Regions from separate parts of the Mus musculus genome. Here region 1 is linked to region 2. Evidence: chromatin contacts called from public HiChIP or PLAC-seq data. All regions are on one chromosome and are shown on one strand. The core of a region is the stretch at or near the end of the contact, and the rest is flanking DNA. Distances in the headings are between cores, read along the strand shown. Region 1 holds the start of Cblc (Casitas B-lineage lymphoma c). Region 2 holds the start of Ppp1r13l (protein phosphatase 1, regulatory subunit 13 like).

Region 1 (4,442 bases), core at 1,833-4,332, 440 kb before region 2:
GGCTGGTGAGATGGCTCAGTGGGTAAGAGCACCCGACTGCTCTTCCGAAGGTCCAGAGTTCAAATCCCAGCAACCACATGGTGGCTCACAACCATCCGTAACAAGATCTGACTCCCTCTTCTGGTGTGTCTGAAGACAGCTACAGTGTACTTACATATAATAATAAATAAGTCTTTAAAAAAATAAATAAATAAATAATAAATAAAAATAAAAATAAAGAATGATGGTACAGCTGTCTCCTGAGGAGCTCTGCCAGTGCCTGGCAAATACAGAAGTGGATGCTCACAGCCATCCATTGGATGGAGCACAGGGTCCCCAATGAAGGAGCCAGAGAAAGTACCCAAGGAGCTGAAGAGGTTTGCAGCCCCATAGGAGGAACAACAATATGAACTAACCAGTATCCCCAGAGCTCACTGGGACTAAACCACCAATCAAAGAAAGCACATGGTGGGACTCATGTCTCTAGCTGCATATGTAGCAGTGGCCTAGTCTGTCATCAATGGGAGGAGAGGCCCTTGGTCCTGTGAAGGTTCTGTGCCCCAGTACAGGGGAATGCCAGGACCAGGAAGTGGGAGTGGGTGGGTTGGGGAGCAGGGCGAGGGGGGACGGGATAGGGGATTTTCGGAGAGGAAACTAGGAAAGGGGATAACATTTGAAATATAAATTTAAAAAAATATAAGTAAAAAGAAAGAAAGAAGGCGAGAGCTGGAATGATGGCCCAACAGTTAAGAGTGCTTCTGGCACTTGCAGAGGCTGGTGGATTTCTATACCTCTGGAAGCTTGAGGCTAGCCTGTTCTACATGGGCTATACTAATAAAAGAAAGAAAAGTGAAAAGAAACCCATTGTTAGTTCCTGTCTTTTCCCATATACTAATGACCCTAAATATATCATCAGTGGTATTACATATTATTAATTACAAGTTAAATTACAAATTAAAACATAATACATATTATATTTTTTTGGTTGGTTGGTGTTTTTTGTTGTTGGGTTTTTTTGTTTTTGTTTTTGTTTTTGTTTTTGTTTTTGTTTTTGTTGTTTGAGACAGGGTTTCTCTGCGTAGCCCTGGCTGTCCTGGAACTCACTCTGTAGACCAGACTCGCCTCGAACTCAGAAATCTGCTTATCTCTGCCTCCCAAGTGCTGGGATTAAAGGCGTGCGCCACCACTGCCTGACTATATTTTAATTTTTAAAGTCACCTATTCTGTATATTTCATAGGAATAGAATCATACCATACATAGTATTTTAATTTTGGTCATTTTATTGGGGAAGGAATGAGGCAGGTGATCACATAGCCCAAACCAAATCTACGAACTTGATATGTAGATGAAGTAGACTTTGAACTGGTAATTTCCCTGCCTCCTCTTCCCAAGTTAACAGGCACAGGTCACTATAATTCATGTCTGTGATTCTGGGGGTGGAACCCAGGGCTTTTTATGTTCTGGACAAACATTCACCAACTGAGCTACATCCCAACCCAGCCCCAAAGATCCCAAAGATGGGCCTTCTGTTAGGTTTTGTTTGTGTGTGTGTGTGTGTGTGTGTGTGTGTGTGTGTGTGTGTGTGTGTTGGGGATGGATTGGGTGGTTTGGGAGAAGTTTGTTTTTCTTTGGGTTTATGTCTGTTTATTTACGTGCGTGCATGACTGTGGACACATGTGGAGGTCAGAGGACAGCTCATATTACTCCCTTCTCTCCTGCCACTCTGTGGGTTCTGAGAACCAAATTCAGGCTGTCAGGATTGGTGAGGAGCACTTTCACCCAATGAGCCAAATTCCCAACCCCGTTCGGTTGTTAGAAACAGAACCTTGCTTTGTAGCCCAGGCTGGACCATAATTCAACATCTTTGTTCTCTTCTTCCTGAATAATTAGGTTTAAAATTATCTGAAAACACATTCAACTTCAATTTTTTATGTTTGTTTGTTTGTTTGTTTTGGAGACAGGATTTCTCTGTGTAACTCTGGCTTACCTGGAACTCTCAATGTGTAGACCAGGCTGGCTCTAAATCAGAAATTAGTCTCCCTCTGACTCCATCGTGCTGGGATTTTTTTTTTTTAATAATAAAAGATATTGTACCAGGCATGCCCCGTGCCTTTAGTCCAAGCATTTGGGAGGCAGAGGCAGACAGATCTCTGTGAGCTTGATGCCAGCCTGGTCTACAGAGAGAGTTCCAGGACGCCCAGGGTTGTATGGTGAGATACTGTCTAAAAAAACAAAGCTAGAACAACAAAGTGTGTGTGTGTGTGTGTGTGTGTGTGTGTGTGTGTGTGTGTGTGCTTACCCAGGGTGTCTTCAGAGGACAGAGGCTTCAGATCTCCTGGATCTGGAGTTTTTGCCAAACAGGGAGGGAGAGGAAGGGAGAGGAAGGGAGAAGGAGAGAGTGAGAGAGCAGGCAGGCTGAGGAGTCAGTACCGGGCCTAGCTGGGGTGGTGGCTGGCTTGCTGGATGCCCTGGGTGCCCTGGGGCAGAGAGAACCGTGTCCACGGCGCCCTCTGGTGGCTGTCTGAAGCATAATCAGGGCGGACCTACAGGTCTGGCAGGTTGGGGTGCAAACCTGCCCGGCAGCCACTTCCTGCAGCCCTGTGCATTCCTGAACGCCACTTTCCGCCACACCCCTTTCACCTCTTTTGAAAATCTGGGTACTTAAACTGTAACTAAATTTCCCTTACCTGCCACGGGAGCCCGAACTCCGGTGGTTCTAGTACCTTACCTCGGGGACATAGAGTAACTACTTGACTTTCTGTTCTTAGAAGACTCAGCTCTCTGACTCCCCTATGAAGAAAGACTGACAGCTTCAGCCACAATTCATGAAAGGGTGCCTTGTCCCAGAGCCCTACTTGCGGAACCACCTCTTTTCTCAACACCAATAAATCCAGACTCTAGCCCTCCTCTCTCAGACCCAGGGGTCTAGTCCCAGCTCTCCTCCCTCAGACTCTACAGGCGTCCAGCTTCAGCCGTCCTCCCTCAGACTCTCCAGGCCGGCCCCTTTTACCTACAGTCCCCTCCTGGTCCTCCAGGACCTGCCCCCTGCTCCCTCTTGGTCCCGCCCCTACCTGGAGCCTTTCCCCGCCACACCCCTCCGTCCCAGTCCCAAGCCACCCGAGGGACCCATGGCTGCGGCGGCAGCCCCGCGAGGGTGGCAGCGGGGCGAGCCACGCGCGCTTAGCCGGGCGGTGAAGTTGCTCCAGCGCCTAGAAGAGCAATGCAGGGATCCCAGGATGGTCACGGGGCCCCCGTCCCTGCGGGACCTGCTGCCCCGCACCGCGCAGCTACTTGGAGAGGTGGCAAAGGCCCGGCGCGAGGCCAGGGAAGACCCCGAGGGTCCCGGTGGCGCCGATGACTTTCTGGCCATCTACCTGGCCAATCTGGAGGTCAAAGGCAGGCAGGTGGCGGAGCTCCTGCCACCCCGAGGCAAAAAGGACGTGAACCAGGATGTTTTCCGGGAGGGCTCCAGATTCAGGTGAGCGCTAACCTACCTCAGAGACAAGTCACAAACTAGTGATTTCCGGATTGTGTGCCACCAGCCGCCTGTTCCCTCAGACCCAGGGGTCCAGGTTCCACCCTCCTCCTTCAGACCCAGAAGTACAAGCTTCAACTCTCCTCAATCAGACCCAAAAGTCAAGACCCTTTATTCCATCAGACCCAGGAGTACAGGTCCAGCCTTCCTCCCCATTATTCCCCCCTTTAAGCACCCTTGCCTCCAGGCCCCCTTTCTTCCTTTTGTAGATCAGCTTGAACCTGGGGTGCAGGCGTGTGTCTCTCCTAGAAGAGCAAACTTCAGCTGGGCAGTGGTGGCGCACGCCTTCAATCCCACTGGGAGACAGAGGCAGACGAATTTCTGAGTTCGAGGCCAGCCTGGTCTACAAAGAGTTCCAGGACAGCCAGGGCTACACAGAGAAACCCTGTCTCGGAACAACAACAAAAAATAAAAGAGCAAACTTCCTGTTGGGGAGGCAGGATGAGTTGGACCCACCTGTCCAGCCTGAGAAACAGGCCAGCCCCCACTCCCACCTCCACTTCCACCTGTCTGGGTTCCAGCAAAGATGTCTGTTCCAAGGATCTTAGACGTGCCTGCCCTCTGGCTTGTGGGACAACTGCATAGAACTGGAGCTGGAACCCAGAGCAAGGTCTAAACTGGTGATTTGGGTCTGGCTCCCTAGCCTTGTTGTGACTTGCCTGAATAAATAAATATATATATCACATATATATATATAGTATAATATATAGAGACACACATGTGCATATATATGTGTATATATATGTATGTATGTGTGTGTGTATATATAATGAAAATACATATCTCTTTTTTCTTTCTTTCTTCCTTTCTTTCTTCCTTTCTTTTTTTCTTTCTTATGTAGTTCCAGCTGGCCTTTAAACTCGATCTGTAGACCAGGCTGGCCTCAAACTCACAGAGATCCACCTCCCTCTGCCTCCTGAGTACTGG
Region 2 (4,104 bases), core at 1,225-3,724:
ACTTCTCCTAGCTAAGCTTTGAGCTAGCTCCTGGCGTAGCTTCTCAGTCCCTGTTTCCTTCCATGTGCCGTCGGGGGGGATTAAGGCCTTCACCTAGATGAGGTGTGGGCATTGGAGGACCTAAAATATGCAGTACTTACAACAGTGCAATTTAAGGACCGAATGTCAAGCATCCTGGACTGTTAACTCTACCAACCCTCCTCCAAGGTTCTTCAGGGCGACACACATGAGTGTCTGCAATCCCAGCACATGGGACACTGAGGCAGTAGGGTCTCTAGTTCGAAGCCACCCTGGGCTACATAAGTGACACTGCCTTAGAAGAACAAGAGCTGAATTTTAGCTCCCAGCAGTTCAGTGCTTGTGTAGCTAGCAAAAGGCCTGAGTTCAGTCCCTGAGGCCTGGGGTATTGATCGATCGATCGATCGATCGATCACACGCGGGCAGGTTCAGAGGGAGGGATGAAAACCCAGTGTATAATTTTTTTGTGAGAGTTCTTGGTCGGTTGGTTTATATCTCCCTGGCTTGTCTGGAACTCCCTCCTGAGTGCTGGGATTAAAGGCATGGGCTACTGCCACCACTGAGCTTATCTTGTCTCTCTCTCTCTCTCTCACTCTCTTTCTCTCTCTCTCTGCTATACTTAAACTCTCATTCCACCTGCCTCCACCTTCCCAGTGCTATGTACCCTAACAGTCTTTTTTATGCAGTGTTGGAGATTGAACCTGGGCTTCCTGCACGCTAGGTGAGCACTCTACTGGCTGAGCCACACATCAACCCCTTCCTTCTGCGCTTCTAAGAGCTGTGCGTTCTGTTGCCAGTGGTCTCAACCGCCTGAGCCTCTAGACCACAGGACCCTAATTCTCCCACCAGAGAGCAACAGTGACTATCCCCAGGAATGTAGGGCTACGGCAGGATGAGAGGCCCTGGAAGGTTCCAGACAGAAACTGGAAAGTTCCCAGGACCAGCCTCAGTTTCCCCATTGCTAGGGAGGCATCCTCTCGGGGGTCAACGAACTCCACTGAAGGTGGAACTCGCTGTTTCTACCTTTGGGTGATTGCCAAATGCCTGTGTGGACAGAGAGACCCATCCTGACCTGAGCCTGGCAGGACACACACAGCCTGTGCTGGCAGCTGTGGCTATTGTTCCTTAGCTTCATTTCAGGCTGTCACTCCAGCCCAGGCATTCGCAAACACCCTCCCTCTTCAGACCCTTCTCCCCCACCAGCTTCGTAATCCCCCTACATAAGGGCTCAGAGGTGGAGAGACAGTGGGAGGTGCGTGCCTGCCCCTGCCCTCTCCCTGGCTCAAGGACAGACAGACACCTCCAGAATTAGCCTCCCTCCCTCCCTTATCTCCCATAATACCTCAGGTCAGACAGATGGAAGTGGAGGCAACATGCCTCACCTCTGGGTCACAAGGAGCCCCACCCCAGGAGGAAGAAGGTTAATTAGAAAAGCTGGTGGCAGTGAAGGAATTCCTTCCACACACAGACAGCTGTCACAAGAGCGAAGGAGACGTCCAATTCAACTGCCTGTATGGCCCGCCAGCCTGTTTACCACTTCCATTCTCTGTAACGCATAACGCAGCAGTACACGGCCACAGAAGCCTACCAGATCCAGCCCTGCAGTCCTGTTATTCTGCCCTGGGCTCTAGAATGACTTTACCAAACACCACCTATTTCCCATCCCGTGGGGGCAATAAGAGGTCTGACTCCCGCTTCCGCTAGGGGGCGCTCCTGGGCGAATGTGACTCCTCTGGTTAGGCAGGTCTGACGCCCCAGCTAATGACATGTTGGGGTTCGCTCAGCGGCACAGAAGAGGTTGGAGAGCTGCCCCGGCTTCTCACTCCCTGCCCCCATCCCAAAACCAGAAGGTGGGGTGTAGCGCACACAGCCTCCTGAGAAACCCACGCCCCTCGTGCTTGTCCCACTCTTTTCGAAGACCAGGATCCACTAGTCCAGTGCCACTAATTTTACTCAAACACCTAGTGGTTCGGTGCTGAAGGCAGCTGGAGGGTGACCGGGCGCCGGACCATTCTAGAACGTCCTGATCTCCCACATCTGCCCCAAATACAGAGACCCGGGACCTCAACAGCACCCTAAGACACTTCCAAGGGTCCCCAATTAAAGTATTCAAAAAATTCCAGCTCCAATAACTCCCCAGGACCAAGGGCTCCGAGCACCACTAAGAGCAGATGTCCAAACCCCCTATCCATCTGCCCAGTAAAGTCGGCACCCCAGTTCCTTCTTTCCAGGGATCCAGGCGTGAGCTCCCCACACTATTCCCCTGGACTTAAGGTCCGAGTTTCCAATAAGTCTTCCCAGGAACGCGGTATCCGGTTCTGGGGTGGCTGGACCCTGGGTGGGGGTGGAACTCACGCGTCGGGGCAGATCCTGGCACCGGGGGGCTTTTCCTCGGGCTCCGGCTCCGGCTCCAGCGGCGGGGAGCGGAGGACGGGGCGGGGCAGTCGCCTGGGAACAGGTTAGACGACGTGACTCTGACTGGAGGGAGGCGTGTCCCTCGGAGGAGGGGGAACTGCGGTTGCCTGGAGCACCTTGGGATTTGTAGTCCCGAATGGGCGAGGCGCCGCCAGGGACACTTCCATTTGGAGTCAGACGCGATCCATTTGACAGTCAGCCAGAGCTAGGTCCAGAAGATCATGGACGTCCTGGACGGCGAAATGCACAAGAATTTAGACCCTCACCTCACTATGGGTACAAGGGAAGAACCCCTGAGCCCTTTCCCACTCCTCCAGGCTCAGTGTCCCCTTGCCTGAGTGAAGATTTGGACACTTAAGGAGGAGATGGGAGGCGCGGAGAAATTCACACGACCAATACTATGGCGAGAAAAGGACCCACCTTAATCAGGACTCCAAGCCCCGGGTTATCTGTCTAAATAAAACAAAAAATAAAAATAAGGGGCCTCTAATCCTAGTACTTAAGAAGCAGAGACAGGCGCACCTCTGAAAGTTCAAGGCCATCCTGATCTACACAGCGAATTCCGAGCCAGCCTGGACTACATAAAGAGACCCTGTCTCAAAAAAACAAAACAAAACATCACAGCATTGGCGATTTACTGGCGTGCCTAGCAACAAGCTGAACTACAATCCCCAGCAGACTCCTGACCGACGTCCATCGCCAGCCACCTTCGAGTTATCTGGGAATTGGAGTTTTGAAGCCCACAAAGGGCGAGCCCCAGAGTTTCTCGCCCACGCGCGAGGGTGGACACATAGTCTGGAGATTCCTGGCGGAGGGAACACTCCTTCGTAGCCTTGGTGACCTCTGTTCTCAAAAGCCTCAGAAGAAGGGGGGAGCATCCCAATGCTGGAGGAGTCTCCAAAATCTCCGCAGAAGGGGCGGGCAGCGACGCTGACACACCGGCCAGGAATGCAGTCGAGTCTCCCTGTCTCGCCACCGTCCCGCGGCTCCACCCGCCACCCCATGCGCTGCAGTCCTGCTGGGAGGGGGCGTGGGCACGTCCCCCAAATCCCACGTGCACGCGCCGCTGTTTACTTGGGCCGCGGAGCAGACAGGGACCGACCAGCTGCACCTCTACCTGCCTCGGAACCGTGAGGAATACTTCCCATTCCGGACACTAAGTCCACGAGGACATCTACAAGTCTTCCCTGACACTAACCCTCACCCCGTTTCAAGCCAGGCTCTGGGGCTCTGGGGTCCGAGGCTCCTCCCATGACTCTGCAGACTCCTCCCCCTCAGTTTCCCGCTTCCCCTAGACTTCAGAAGCTCCGCCTCTGATTGCTATTAAAATGCTCCGTTCGTACACTTTTCTCTATTTTCCGACCTGGTTCAGTTAAATCTTCCACGTTCGCTGCACCAGGGACTTCCGAAGATACACTCTAGCTTTAAAAGTACAATCGTGACAACCAGAATTCTTACCTAGCTTTTGCAAGAATGCTGCAAATAGATCTTCTGTCTCTTTAAAAGCCGTGGCCTAGGCGAGTCACTGCCCCTTTAAGACGGTGTTGGAAGAAACCACGTGAGCAAAGTTGTCGGGGGAACAGGCACCCTAGATCCGAGCTAGCTTGCGTTTCTGACGAACAGGGAACTGATTTCCCCCTGCAGGGCATCGTCGAGAAATTATTTAATCCT

What was found. HiChIP or PLAC-seq counts read pairs in DNA pulled down with a chosen protein or histone mark.
Region 1: a contact with region 2 is called in an HNF4G HiChIP or PLAC-seq map of pancreatic cancer cells. The contact joins the promoter of Cblc here to the promoter of Ppp1r13l in region 2. A contact is called at or near these places in 4 of 39 promoter capture datasets (liver, pre-B cells and stem cell-derived epiblast-like cells), 1 of 115 datasets of contacts at active chromatin or transcription factors (pancreatic cancer cells) and 1 of 9 other capture datasets (liver).

The regions. Positions count from the first base shown.
Region 1 is chr7:19,795,449-19,799,890 of GRCm38.p6, reverse strand. It overlaps Cblc (Casitas B-lineage lymphoma c), which reads left to right and starts at 3,082. Exons shown (of 12, transcript NM_023224.5): 1 at 3,082-3,458. The coding sequence starts at 3,109.
Region 2 is chr7:19,359,586-19,363,689 of GRCm38.p6, reverse strand. Ppp1r13l (protein phosphatase 1, regulatory subunit 13 like) reads right to left here and starts at 2,474. Exons shown (of 13, transcript NM_001010836.3): 1 at 2,374-2,474.